Regions from separate parts of the Cricetulus griseus genome. Here region 2 is linked to region 1. Evidence: chromatin contacts called from public Hi-C data. All regions are on one chromosome and are shown on one strand. Each heading gives the region's core, a stretch centred on a gene start, on an enhancer-like site or on the middle of the called end of the contact. The rest is flanking DNA. Distances are from core to core; before and after follow the strand shown.

What was found. Hi-C and Micro-C count contacts between places; a contact is called where the count stands out from the background.
Region 2: a Hi-C map of the CHO-K1 cell line shows a contact between it and region 1, with 3 times the contacts expected there. The contact joins the enhancer-like site here to the promoter of Smco4 in region 1. A contact is called at or near these places in 2 of 8 Hi-C or Micro-C datasets (both in the CHO-K1 cell line).

What each region holds. Positions count from the first base shown.
Region 1 is chr4:128,981,594-128,988,659 of CriGri-PICRH-1.0, reverse strand. Smco4 (single-pass membrane and coiled-coil domain-containing protein 4) reads right to left here and starts at 5,289. Exons shown (of 3, transcript XM_027410873.2): 1 at 5,156-5,289.
Region 2 is chr4:129,086,134-129,093,261 of CriGri-PICRH-1.0, reverse strand. Deup1 (deuterosome assembly protein 1) reads left to right here. Exons shown (of 12, transcript XM_027410861.2): 4 at 1,203-1,316; 5 at 2,599-2,841. Among named protein-coding and RNA genes, the nearest start is that of Deup1, 14 kb to the left of the region's middle. Within about 2 kb of position 2,716, at least 3 of the 6 cell types and tissues checked have open chromatin away from gene starts, as enhancers often do. A contact at or near this core is called in the CHO-K1 cell line, where this site is marked.

The DNA of each region.
Region 1 (7,066 bases), core at 4,040-6,539:
CCTGCTCAGTTGAGTTCCTCCACACCGGCAAGCAGCCCAGGAATCTTTCCCTCACTCCTGAAACCCAAACTGCATGAGTATACAAATCAGACAAGTCTGCCAACAGAGCAGCGTTAGCACAGAAAGAGATAAATCAGCGGTATCCTGGCTAAATGTATATTTATTCTTTCTGCTTGCCAGAGCCACAGCACTGCTGTAGATTTAAACATTTGATAAATATCTCTTCTGATTCTTAGTAATAATTAAAACAAACAGACCACAACACACACACACACACACACACCCCTCAAAAAAGAAAGCCAGCAAAGACTGGACATAACACTCGAGGTAGGCAAGACAGCTACTACCTTCAGTAGGATAACTCTTCTACAGCATGGGCCCTATCACCCAGACAAGGATGCTACTGCAGTCGACAGTTGGGGGGAACCAAAAAGAGGCACCTTAGAACAATGATGCAAGGGTCACCCCTTCAAAAGAAAAAGTAAGCGGCAAGCAGTAAGTGCTGAAGTGGATCTACTCACAGCGTCTCCCAGCAGAGATTGTGACACGTGCTGTGAAGCTGTGCAGAGTTCCAACAGGTAAGTCAGCTACTTCTTCATAAAGAACACAGCCCAGACAGAGCCAGAACTTGGGTAACCGATCCCCAGCCTGACCGGAACCAGGACAAACAGAGATGCAATCCAGACAACAGAGGGCCATAAGCAAGTTAACTACCATCTTCAGCACAGATGAAGGGAGATGATCCAAGATGTGTGAACAGTGTGTTCCATTTGAGAATTCCATTCACCTAAATCCCAAGGCTCATAAACTGTTCCACCTGAGTTTGCCAGACTCTGCTGCACAGGCTACAGCATTGGGGCAGCAGTTCTCAACCTGTGGGTCTTGACCCTTTCGGGAGTCACACAGCAGCTATCCTACATATCAGATATTTACATTACAATTCATAACAGTAGCAAAATTACAGTTATGAAGTAGCAATGAAAGAATTTTATGGCTAAGGGTCATCACAACATGAACTGTATTAAGGGGTGACAGTATTAGGAAGGTTGAGAACCACTTGCTGCTCTAGGGAAAAATAACCTCCATTCTTTGGAGTTGGCCACTGACCACAGTAAATGTATCATCACCACTTTTCCCAACAATTACACACAGGCAAGCACAAAGAACTGAGGACTAACTAACCCTAGCATGTCTGCTTGGTGACCACCAATTTCGGGGATGCAAACCACTTGAAACTAGACTGCCTCTAGCACTTTCATTTAAATGCTCAAACAGTATCTTCCTAAGTGGGGTCTAAGGAGATCAACTTCAATCCTGAAAAGCTTCTGGAAAAAATAAGGTCAGAGGGTAGCCACCGAGAAGGCCTTTCTGGTCACTCTGAGACACCAACAGAAACTATGCCTGCTACTCTACTGCAGATTTCCTCTCAGCATCACCAGGCTCAGAAATGAAAGGTGTGAGAAGGATGAGCAGCAGGAAGGAATGGTTCCTCTGAATCCCATCATCCAGAGACCAAGATCTCCCCATTCACTGTGCACCTTTCCCCCATCACAGGGCCACGGCACCATGTTTTTCAGGTGGGCTGTGTTTTGAGCCCACTATATTAATGGACTCTTTTCTCTGCTAATTTCCATTTGCTGTGCTTAACACTGCATGTAAAGACTTGCCCCTTTCTAATGATGAATCTCCCAATCTACAAAGACATCGACCCTATCCTGTCCTCAGCAGAGTGAGCACAGCCCCACCTTCCCAGAATTGATGTAAGCACAGGCCATGGTCCAAGGCTGACTATTTGGTGGACACGTGTCTCAGAACCATCACCATATCTGTGACAGCATGACCAGACTTTCATATCTGCAACATACATGTGTCTGTAAGTCATCAGTACACATGCTTTGTGGATTATGAGATGGGCCTCTCGGTATGTTGTCCAGATCACGTCATGACATCTTAGCTCTCCAAGAGTGACCAACTCCATGGCTGTCCGCAGCCTAGTATCGTATACCATCCTCTTTATTTCCTCACCACTCCTGCACAATCAGTGAGCAAGAATTAACCCACAAGAACAGAGAGAGGGCAGAGGCAAACTCTAAGATGTAAAAACTGGGCTATTAAATGTACAAGAAACCAAAATGAACTCATTACTAAAACAACGTAAGAATGGGGAAAGAACAGGTTAAAATATAAATTCCTGGGATGCTTTGGATCTCATTTGTTTCAAAAATTTAGAAGGGTGACATTTCAAAGACTCACAATAGAGACATTTCGATGGTTTAAAAACTATTTTTTAATAAATATCTTCAGGGAATTAGGAGGTACTTTTATAGACTGACTATATCCTAATAAAAATCCTGGCATCCATCACAACAAACACCCTCTTGGAATTTAATTTCCTTTTCGGCACACAACTAACTACAGAAATTCACTGATGCTGCCACTAAGGCCAGTCACAATCTGCCTGGAGTGCAAAACATCAAGGCCCCAGCAGAGGGGCTGGAGGACTGGGTGGAAAGTGCTTCCACACCTACTGTCAGCCAGATTCAGGTCCTCCATGGCCTCTTGCCCATGCCTTCTCATATATTCAACCACTTTCAGGGCCCCCAGAAGCTCCCAAATTCAGTTATCTTTTCCTTGACCAAAAAAAGAACACAAATCCAGAAACTAAGCAAACCACCTCCATCTCCCAACACAGGACCAACCCTTTCTGGCTTCTGATTTTGTTCAGTTCCTTCTTGAACCCATGCATAGCCCAAGGCCCTGGGATGTGCTCTGTGTGTGCTGGGACTGGTGTGGGAGGCAGGAGCTGGAGGAATTATTCATAAGGACAAAAATGTACTTTAAAAAGCCTTTCTCCCCTGAGGACAATTCCTACTGGAAGACTTAATCAATCCCATTATCTGGAGTGCCTGAGCGAGGAGAGAGGAGGGGCCAGCCTTCCCTACAGGTGAGGGAAGGCAGCATGGCTCCTTTCACACCAGCAGATCTCAGGCCAGAGGTGAGGCCAAGGGCTCAGTCAGGACTTATACTATACTCCCAAGATCCACTTCACAGGCGGCTCCCAGTGTCCTCCAGTGCTCATGGTCCAACATCCTGAGTAAGACAGCATGTTGATTTTCAGGTGTGTGATATCACTTAGAGATGGCAACCTTTTATACCTATAATTGCTTTCCCATCACTACCAAAGGCTTTGCTTTCTCACCCGTGAACCAAGCCTAAAAAGCATCAGGGGCCAAATGGTAACTATGCTGAAAACATGATTTTTGTTAATTTAGCGTCTCTGTTAAAGTCATATTCACACATGCACACACTGCTCATATCTTAAGGGCTGGGTGGAATTAGTCAAGCCCTTATGTGTTTAAGATACCATTTTACACTATCTTAATAGTTACTGCCACTCCCAAGAAACTAGCCAAACATGTGGATTTGGAAGCTGGGAGTGCAAGTGGACAGGAGAACATTAATAAGCTGGTTAGTCCTGGTTACCGGGATTCTGTGACTGCCCTCAGCACCCAAAAATTGTTTTCCCCAAGTTCAGGAGAGGGGTTGCCCTAGGTTTGACTGGGAAATGAAATGGTGTAGACACAGCATACACTGCTACTGGAAGCTATTTTTAACAGCTGCACCCAGGCATACCGCATGCCTATTTATTTACTACTTTCACTTGAAAGAAATCAGCTTAGTTCAGAAACACCACATGCAATAGGACATCAGCCCCACCACTTCTAAGCTGGAATAGAAGATACAGCAGGGTTGCAGTTGCTCAAGGCTCAGTCAAACAGGATAATGAGATCCGGACATGTCCTTGAGGGAGGGCTCCATCAAGCCAACTGAGCGACCACCCCAGACTTGAAGCTAAGAAAAGAAACCATTCATGCCCATGGGTAATATGTTCAGCATGTTATCAGCTTTAGGAGCAGTTTTACAGCAAAAACAAATGGGCAGCCCAGAGCAGCCACTGCCTGCATGAGCACAGCACTCACAATGTACAACTACTATCAATAATTACTTTTTTGCTTTGTGTGGTCAATCTTTTTAGCTTCTGCTTCCCTTTAACAGTATCCTAATTTCTTCCTGAGAGCAAGTAGAAACAAACATATGTGCACACAGGAACCTGCAAGTCAGACAAGGCTTCAGTGTCCCTCAGAAACCTATTTCTGCCTCTTAGAAATTATCTGGCTTTTTACTCCTATTGCACAGGTAACAACATTGAGGTCCAGAGGGCTCACCCAAGGTCATGTCCTACTGACACACTGAGATTCTCCCAAGGACTCAAGAGGCCCCTGGCCTGGGCCCACAGCTGTGTGCTGCTGCACTGGACTGGGCATAGAGGTGTCTTGAATACTAAGTTTATTTGGGGGTGGGGGTGGGGGTCATCTGGTTCATCAAAGGGCACCACAAAGGTTGTTCTAATAACTCATGGGCATCCGCTGAAACCTTATTTGGGAAGTATCCAACGACCGAAAAGCAGAAGCCATGTCCACACACTATGCCTGGATGTGCTGTGTGGCTTTTTGGGCAGCTGCTGGCCCAGCCCCGGGAATCTCTTAAACGCTAGGGGGCCCAGACTTTCGCAGCATTGAGCAGGGAATGAGAGGGTGGGTGGGTGTGCGTGCTTCATGCGGTCCCATCCCAGTCTCCTCAGAACACCCTACACATACCGTTCACTCCGCGGCCCGCTCAACTTCCCCAAGACAAACGCACCGCAGTGTGAGGTGAATGAGGCACCGGGAGGGGCGGTTCTGGAGCCCGCGACGCAGGAAACCACGCTCAGTTCCTGCCCCACGGGGGCCCCGGACGCCACGAGGGGCCCCCAACTCTGGGCCGGGCCCCCTGGGCCGCAGCGGGGATAGAGGCCAGTTCGTCCCCGCCGCCTTCCTGGGTTCCCCGGCCGCCCGCCGCCACCTGCAAACACGCGCCCCTCTGCGGGCCGCGCGTGTGTCCGCGGGGGGCCTCGGCCGCCCGTGCCGCACTTCCCGCCCGGTCCCCGAGGCCAGCGAGCCGCCCCAACTTTTTCCCGGCCCGGCCTGGAAGGCGCGGCGGGGAGCGCAGAGCCGTCCCGCCCGCCAGCGCGCGCCACCCGCGGCGCCCCGGCCTCCCGCACCGCGCACCGAAGCCCCGCTCGGAGCCGCGCGGTCCCCGCAGCCCCCGCGCCCACCTGCCGCCGCCGCGCACGGCCGGGTACGTGGCAGGGGCCGCCGCTCGCCCGCCTCGCCTCTGCTCGCGCCTCGCGGGCGGCTCCAGGGCGCGGGACCGCGGCGCCAGGCGCCCTCTGCCGCCGGGAAGCCGAATCCTGCGCCCTAACCCTAACGCGGGCCGGGCCACGCGGCACCCTGCACCCCGCGGGCGCCCCGCAGGCCTGAATGCCTGGCCCGCCGCCAGATGCAGACGCACGCGTGGCTGGCTGGCAGGCCCAGCGGAGGCGGCCAAGCCTGACGCACCCTGAGTCTAGGAACCAGTGAAGGGGAGGCGGGGGTCTGTCTTGCAAAAGCGAAGTGCTTTATTGCATGGTCAACTGCCAACAGGCCAGGTACACCCAGACGCACCTCCGCCATTGTTGAGGAAGAAGGGAAGGTTTAGGGGGTTGGGAGTATGTTCTACATGGAGAGTTGAGCTTGTCCTGCCAAGCGGTCTGTGAACAGAGGCGCTGGATTCCTCGCGTGGCCACCCTTGCGGAACTGTGTTCAGGTGGTCCTTGGGTACATTCAAGAAGCTGCACAGTTTTATATCTGGTGCAGGTCAGTGCCTGATGGCGGAAGTTTGTCCTGTGTTTGTGCCTGGGGTTTATGAGGAAGCAAAATAAAAACACAGATCTTCCCCTGCCATCCAAGTAGATTTTCACAAGGGGATGCTCCGATGAGCGTTTGTTTCTTGTAAATTATACATGTGCCCACATGTTCAGCTTATAAACAAAATGGGATTTCTTGCTCCTTATCTCATCAGTATTAAAGCCCCACAAGGCCCTAAGCTAAATGTTACTAAGGACGTGTGGACAAACACACAGTGGTTTAAATCAACCACTTAAAAGTTGAACCATCTCAGGAAAGCTAATCTCCTTTTCCCAAAAAAGAACTTATCTATATCATGAAACCTACTTTCTAGTGTTGTGGTTTGAAGATCCACAGAGATCATGCCTCCCGCTTAGTATAGCCGTGGTGCTTATTTGTTCTATTACTGGTCTATCAAAGGATGGACACACATAGGAATAAGAAAGCTACTTTGGGGTCTAAGGTGATTCAGTGAAGTACCAGCCACCCAAGCATTAGGGTCAAGTTCTGGTCCTTGCACCCCATAAATGCTGGGGATAATGTTCTCTCCTCTCTTTCTGTCTCTCTGTGTGTGTGTGTTCTCTCCTCTCTCTCTCTCTCTCTCTCTCTCTCTCTCTCTCTCTCTCTCTCCCTCCCTCCTCCCTCCCCCCTCCCTCCCTCCTCTCTCTCTCTCTCTCTCTCTCTCTCTCTTTCTCTCTCTCCCCCTAAAAGGCTGAGCTCTTAGGTTCCATGAGAGACCCTTTCACAAAAAGCAAGTCTCAACCATAGAGGAAAGACCACTGGTGTTGACCTTTGACCTCCACATGTACTTGCAGACACACAGGGACACAGGCAGAAAATAAAGGCCATTTTATGGTTAATTTTTATTTACATGTATGTATGTGTTCTCCGAGGAGGCCAGAAGAGGGCACCAGATCATCCCCTGGAGTTTCAGTTACAGGAGGTTCTGAGCCATTTTGAAGGTGCTGGAACTAAAACTTGAGTCCCCTGGAGAACAGCAAGTGCTCTTAACTTTTGTGCTATCTCTTTAGCCCCTAAAAAGACTATATTTTTTTCTTTTGAGAACATCTTTGCATTGTTTTGTTATTGTTGTTTGTTTTGTTTTGTTGGTTTATTTGTTTGTTTGTTTGTTTTTTCTTTTTTTTCCAAAACAGGGTTTCTCTGTGCAGCCTTAGCTGTCCTGGGACTCTCACTGTAGACCAGGCGGGTCACTATCTCTGCCTCCTTGGTGCTGGAATTAAAGGTGTGTCACCACCACTTTAAGGACTTCCTTAAAGCCCAGGGCGGTGGCTCTGTCACCT
Region 2 (7,128 bases), core at 1,467-3,966, 110 kb before region 1:
CCTTCCTTCCTGTCTTCCTTCCTGTCTTTCTTTCTTCCTTCCTTCCTTTCCTTTCTTTCTCTTTCTTTCTTTCTTTCTTTCTTTCTTTCTTTCTTTCTTTCTTATGTGTAGCCCAGGCTGTCCTCGAATTTGCTCTCTAGACTAAGCTGGCCTCAAACTAAGATATCTGCCTGCCTCTGTTCTGGGATGAAAGATGTGTACCACCATGGCTGGCCTGATCCCTGTATTTCTTAATCTTTTATTACAAGGACACTAATCCAGCTCACACTGGCTCTAGGAACATAACTCAATAACCTCCTGGACGCCCAACTTTCACTTTCATGACAGTGAGCATTATGTTTCAATATATGTAGTTACGAGGCAAAACACTGATCACACAGAACTTGAGAAAGGGCATCTCTTTAATGAATTATTTTAATTATGGGGGTTATGCCTGTGAATGCTGATGCCTGCTAAGGCCAGAGATGGCAGATCCCCTGGAGCTGCATACTCTCTGCAAGAGCAGTTTGGGCTCTTAATCTCTGAGCATCTCTCCAGCTCCCAGCCCCTGCCTCTTGAGTACTGAAAGCAAATGGCCAGTGACTAAGTGTTGCGAATGAGGAAGGGAGAAACATCTGAGAAAGGATAGGAGGGGCCAGCTGATGCTGAAGGTTGTTTGACTCTCCTTTTGCCATATGAGAGATCTGTGCTTTCAATATGTTTATTATTTCTTTGTATGTTAAAAATTCTATAATTTCCTCAAAGAAAACTGGAATATACAGGTTAAGCACTCCTATTCCCAAATGCTCCAGAATCCCAGGCTTTTTGAGCGATGACACAATGCCACAAGTAATATGGGTGGCCACAGCATGGGTATATCAAACATAGCACATAACATCACCTTTTGGCAGAGTACACACGGGGTGTGTGAAACAGTTGAATGTGTGTTTAGACTTGGACAGCATCACCAAGGCATCTCATTAAGAATATGCCAATCCCAAATCTGAAACAAAACTCCCCTGTTCCAAGTGATTCAGATGTAGGACACAGAGCCTGTAATAATCAATTAATGTGTAATTCCATCATTTTCTTGTTTACTTTCCTAATAGGTAAAGAATAGACATTTTTTCTCATAATGAAGATACACAAAGGAAAGAAACTCTGTTCGCTGTACTTTTAGTGTATAATAATTTTGTTTATTTCCCTCTTCCCTCTTCTAAAAGGAGTTTAGAACAAAGTCAAGGGAATGGGACAAACAAGAGATCCTCTATCAGACTCACCTAGTATCTTTGGATGCTCAACAGAAATTACTATCTGAAAAATGTAATCAATTCCAGGTAAAATGAAATTTTATTATTATTACTATTAAATTATATTGTCTAAATTGGAAAATACAATTAGAAGTTAATTGCTGCCATCCTTGTATTCAATAATCTACTTACTCATGGAAGTGTGAACTGAGGGATAGCAGTCATCTTGGGTCTAATGTCAGCACAGTCATGTGCATGAGCACTTTGTGACCATGATTTTAGTCTCTGTGTCTCAAAGTCTGGTGTTGTTATGTCTTTAGACAACATATGCTTCCAGGTAGTTTGGACAATCCCTGTGTAAGCATTACAGCTCAGATGGAAAGGTATCCTGGCAGCCAACACCGAACAACAAACCTCACACAAGAGATTTATTGAGAGGAAAAAAATCAGAAGGGTGGCTACCTCTGCTTGGGAGAGAAATAGCAGTAAACTGAACAGGATACAGGGCTTATATAGAGAGAGTTTCTTGGGAAGAGGGGGGAACTTTTCAGGGTGGAGTTTTCCAGGGTGGAGATTGGTGAGATTTCATGTCCAGAGATTGGGCTTTGTTACTCTGTAGGGTGGGGTCAGGGTCCAGCAGTTAGGACAGTTAGAGTGTTCTGTGGGTGGAACCTGGCAGTTAGAAGTCCTTGGGGGAGAGGTCTGATTGGTTCAATGGGCTTACACCCTGCACTTGGGGGCCAAAGGCAGGAGAGGAGGCTCATGAGTTTGAGGCAAGCCTGCCTCGCATAGTAGGAATCTGACTCACCAAAAACGAACAAAACACAAAACAAAGTTTATGTCTGTATGGTTTGTTTCACATGTCCTTACCCCCCTGTGTGACTGAGCATGTCCTGATGCACTTGTTAGCATTGTTCCCCCACGCTCTGTGCATTTGGTTTGTGTCACTTGCTTTTCCTATCAAAACATAGAGGTTTTGCACATTAGGAATTACTAAAACCAGTTATGTGTTAGCAACTGTTGTTTTTTTGTTGTTTTTTTTTTCCTCAATCTGTTTCTGGTCTTTATTTCTTTACCATAGAGACATTTTCAACTATTATGTAATTGAATCAATATTTTTCTTTTATTATAGCTTCTAGATTGTCTTTGTTGATTAATGAGATCTGTCCTCCTCCAGACCCCTTCCCTGCTCCAAAGTTATGCAAATGCATCTTTTCTTCACATCATCTGAAATTGAAGTTATAAACAAGCATAACACTGTACTGTATAGGCCAAGCTTAATACTAAAAGATATCTTTACTAATTCTCTTACTTCTTTGCCTGTATGGAAGCCTAAATAATCAATTTATGGAGTTATCATATTTCTCAGAAACAGGCACAAAATTACCAAACTCAGCTAAATGGTAAGAAGCAATGCCCAGAGGACATCAGCCCTGAGAACCCTCACATGATGTGTGACTCAGATCCTGGCTGTGAGGCAAGCCAAAGAGATGAGTTCATTATTGAAAAGTTAAAATCGGCTGTGAGTGAAATAGCACTGAGCAGGAACAAGTTACAGGATGAAAACCAGAAGCTTCTGCAAGAACTGAAGATGTGCCAGAGGCAGTGCCAGGTGAGGGTCCATGCTTTCAGCTTCATTTCCAGCTATTGATGAGCTACACAGATGCCAGCTGATACGGACAGTTTTATGACAGATTTCTACTACTGCACTGTCAACTCAGGTCAGAGCTCCCTCCATAAGTAATTCTCACCTGAGTAAATTCAGTAATCTCATGGGTATCTTAGCCTCTGGAGTTTTTTAATAGCACAGTGACAATGTGTATTATCACCCGTGCATCGGAACAGCCGTCAAAAACCTTTGTGCCTAAAAACCATACCCCAGTGGCCACCCACCTTCTTCCCCTCCAGGCTTATATTCAGGGTTAGACTTTGGTGAGAGGCATGGAGCTACTCTTTGATTTAGCACTGGGAGCTCTCCATGCTAGTCCACTTCCCACCATTGTAGCCAAAGCACTCTGGGTAAACCATGAAGATTAAAGGTTCCTTTAGGTTCATGGTTTGGGAATGGCCTGTGGTGGGGCACAACATCATGATAGGAGATCAGGGTAAACTAAAACCTCATGGCCCATGGCAAAGGGGAAGGAGGACAGGCTGGAAGTCCAATGGACCCCATTTCCCAAAGCTTCAACCTCCTGGCTCATACAAACTCTTTGGAGAATAAGGCAATAGCACGCAAGCCTTTGGCCCACCAATGGATCATCACACTTGGTCATAAACCCCTGCAGAACGGTCTTCTGGAACTGAAGGTTGTGGTGACACTGTCGGATTTATAGACTGGTAAGTATGTACCCAGTTTTGTCTTCCTTAAGCCATTTTTTGTTTTCTTTCTACTTTTTGCAATGAGCAGGGAGATTTAGTAACAGCACCCTTCAAAACCAGCTCTTATTATCCCGTAATCATTTCTTACCCATGTGAATTCAGACACTTGAAACTTCCTTACCAGTCTTTCTCTGCTTCTAGTCCTCCTTTCCCACCTCCAGATGTTTCTACCATTGTCTTCATTCAGCTAACCCATCACTCAGCTCCCCTCATTCTCCCCATCCTAAAGCTCACTACCTAAGCAGACCTGATTCTCTGAGATACTCTGCTCTTCAACTCTCAGGAACATTTCCTAGTCTTGGGCCAGCCCCTTCTTCCCCACACTGCAGTGTCACCTAAAGAACTGTCCTGAAACATCTGCATCACATCTGCTCTCCCCCATGCCCTCTTCCTCTGCATTTGGGAGGGGACAGATCACAAGGCTCCCACATTCTCTTCCCCAGTGATATTTCTAAGAGACCTGCATCTCCCCCATCTTAAACTCCAGTTTTGTCTGGAGAAAGGCATTATTCTAACATTAATTTGAATACGGATATAAACAAACAAACCAGATTGAACTGAAAATACTAGACACTGAAGAAGCCAGGCATCCTCCAGATGTAGGACAGGTGTGATGGCATCTTCCCTGGTTCTGTCATAGTTTAAGATTAATCATTGTCTTCCTGGAGGTTGGCCAGGGTCTCCTAGTATTCAGTTTACTAGTTACCCACCTGCCTGTGAGGGCTATTTGCAAAACTGCTGGTTTTCTCTCAGCAGGATTCTCTCCTTCTCTGGGATGGGACACTGGACCTACCTTCTGTTTAAAGTCAATGTGAGCATACATTTCACTGCTGTTTTCACAGGTGAAACCTGTGCCAGATCACACTCAGTGATTAAGCAGATTATCTTTATAGGTCCTTCCAAAACCTTCTGCTCTGGGCTTCAGTTCACACTGCATGGACTGAAGAACTTTGTGTTTTGTCTCTACTTGGGGCCTTTTTGGCTCTGATCCCTGCAAGTCTGTTCCCCAAAGTGCTTGCTGAGTGGGTTGGGACAGACTTAAGGATCCACAGAGCTTTGCTAGCTAGACTGTCTTGCTGGATAGTGAGCTCCATGTTTGGTGAAAGACCCTGTCTCCCTTTCTCAATAAAATAAAACAAAGTGGAGAGCAATAGAATATACCCAGGGTCCATCTCTGTCCTCCTTACATACCCATGTGCACTCACATACCACAGACATGAGCTTGTGCATGTGCACACACATACACACATATAAGTTACAGGTATTAAAAAAGCAAACCTAGTGATTGTGGAACATGCTCAAGAGGAAAAAAATCTGTTGTCCTAATAAAAATATTTTTGAAAATTGAAAAGTAACTTGGTTCAAAAGTTTCACGATTTCTCTTTGGAAAAAGCACCAAGTCCCCTGCTTTTTTCCCTCCTCCCCGTGTTTCATTTCCTGCTGACACTTATGACCTGTCCTTTTCAGTGAATGCTGAGAATTCCTTGTTTAAGCTTTCCAGTTAATTTGAAGGTTTAAAATCAGTGCTCCTTTCAGAGCATTAGACAAGTTCCCAACTAAACAGATGGGCCTTAGATTTGTTTTACAAAATTTGCATTTTATCAATTAAGGATTAGTAGAGGTAAATAATACTGGAACCATAATAGGCATTTGTGAAAAAATTTGTCCTCTCCTTTTAGCCACCTGACAGAATGTTCCACATCTTGCATATAAATGCAAAAAGACAACTATCCCTATTTAAATTGCTGTCATTTAATATGTCGCAGATGCCAGCTGTGTCTGCATCTTCTCCAGGCACATCATTTGTCTTTCTGCAACCCTGAAATGTGTCAGCACACATATCCCACTGCTCATGTTTATTTACTATCCTACACACCCCTCCTGTTTTTAAATGTGCAAGATTCTCCATTCAAGATTAATGACAAAAATCAGTGGTTCTGCCTCTTTCAAACATCTATGCTGGCAAAGTTAACTTCTCATTTGCTTGTTAAGACACTTCTAAGAACTAGAGCAACACTGTCCAAGAAAAATATAATCCAGCTGTCGGTCTAATTTAAACTCTGGAGTGTTTGTTACTGCTTTTTGTTCTGTTTCATTATTTTGATATTTGAGACAGGGTCTCGTGTAGCCCAGGCTGCTTTCAAACTCACTATACAGCCAAGGTGACCTTGAACTTTTCATCCTCCCCTTCCTGAACTGGGAGTTTGGGTGTGTATTAGCACACTCGGGATTTGCAGCACTAAGGACAGAACCCAGGACTTCATGCACACTAGATAAAGCACGGTCCCACCCGAGCTCCATCCCCAACCTGGGTTTAAAATCTTCTTGTAGTCACATTAAAGAACTAGAGGGAAATAAGTAAATTTATTGTAAATAGTATGTTTATTCAAACCAATACATGTGTATATCAAAACACTGTCGTTTAAAACATGAACAAAATGTAAAAGTTATTAATGAGATCTTATAGTTTTCACACTAAGTCATCAAAAATCTGTGTCTATATTACACCGACAACATACCTACATCTCAGTGCTAAATGCCTGCTCTATATTTGGGATTCATAAAATATCAAAATTAAAGGGAGCTTCCAGTGCTGAAATTGTTGCAGACACGCTTGAAACTTTCCCAGCAACAAAATCATTTTCCCAGATAGCTGACACATGCACAAATAATTGATTTGACTTTCATGCAAAACTGTATCAATTTCAAAGCTACCTCCTAGTTTTAAACATCCATTAATTCTCATGTCAACTTGGGCTTATTGAATTCAAAGCAAGAAGATAATTCTAGACTTACCAATATCAACAAATCCTTCCAGTTGTCCTTATACTTTTGCAGCCAGTTTACATCATACTGTCAACCACAATCTAATTGCCTATTTATCTGTCATTATTTCCAACATGTACAATGTACATCTTAATTTACATTCATGCACCTGTGGTGCTGGACCATTACACTTCATGTTTCTCCTGGATACTCATCTGTTTTCTATAAACAGAACAAACCACTCCTGTCACCCTGACACCACAAGTCACCAGCCTAGAGTTGGGGCTTCCCCACTTCAAGTTCTATGGTAGGAATTCCACCAAGCAGAAAGCCCGGGCTGCCCCTTCTTCACCTGTATATCATAACAGGTAGCTTTTGCATTACGGTAAATTGCTTTCCTACTGTATAATTAATTGTTTCACGTCTCTTTAGTTTTTGAAATTTTAACTCTACCTGAAAAATCCCCACTCTTTAAAGCAGATAATACCTAAACCAATCTCATAAGACATCATTTTGAACCTGTTTTTAAACTTATTTCTGAATCACCAGGAATGTGAGTGGCTAAGTATTGTGATCAGCCCCTCCCAAACCCTGGCCCTTGGGAAAGACATGTAATTGAAGGCTTTTGCTTTAAGAAAACTTCCTGAGAACTGCAACCATTTAAGTAGAATCATTGCTCATGATTGCCAAAAAGTAGAGCTAACCCGCAGTGTGTACTGATGAACAGAAACTCAGGATATGGTACATCCATGTA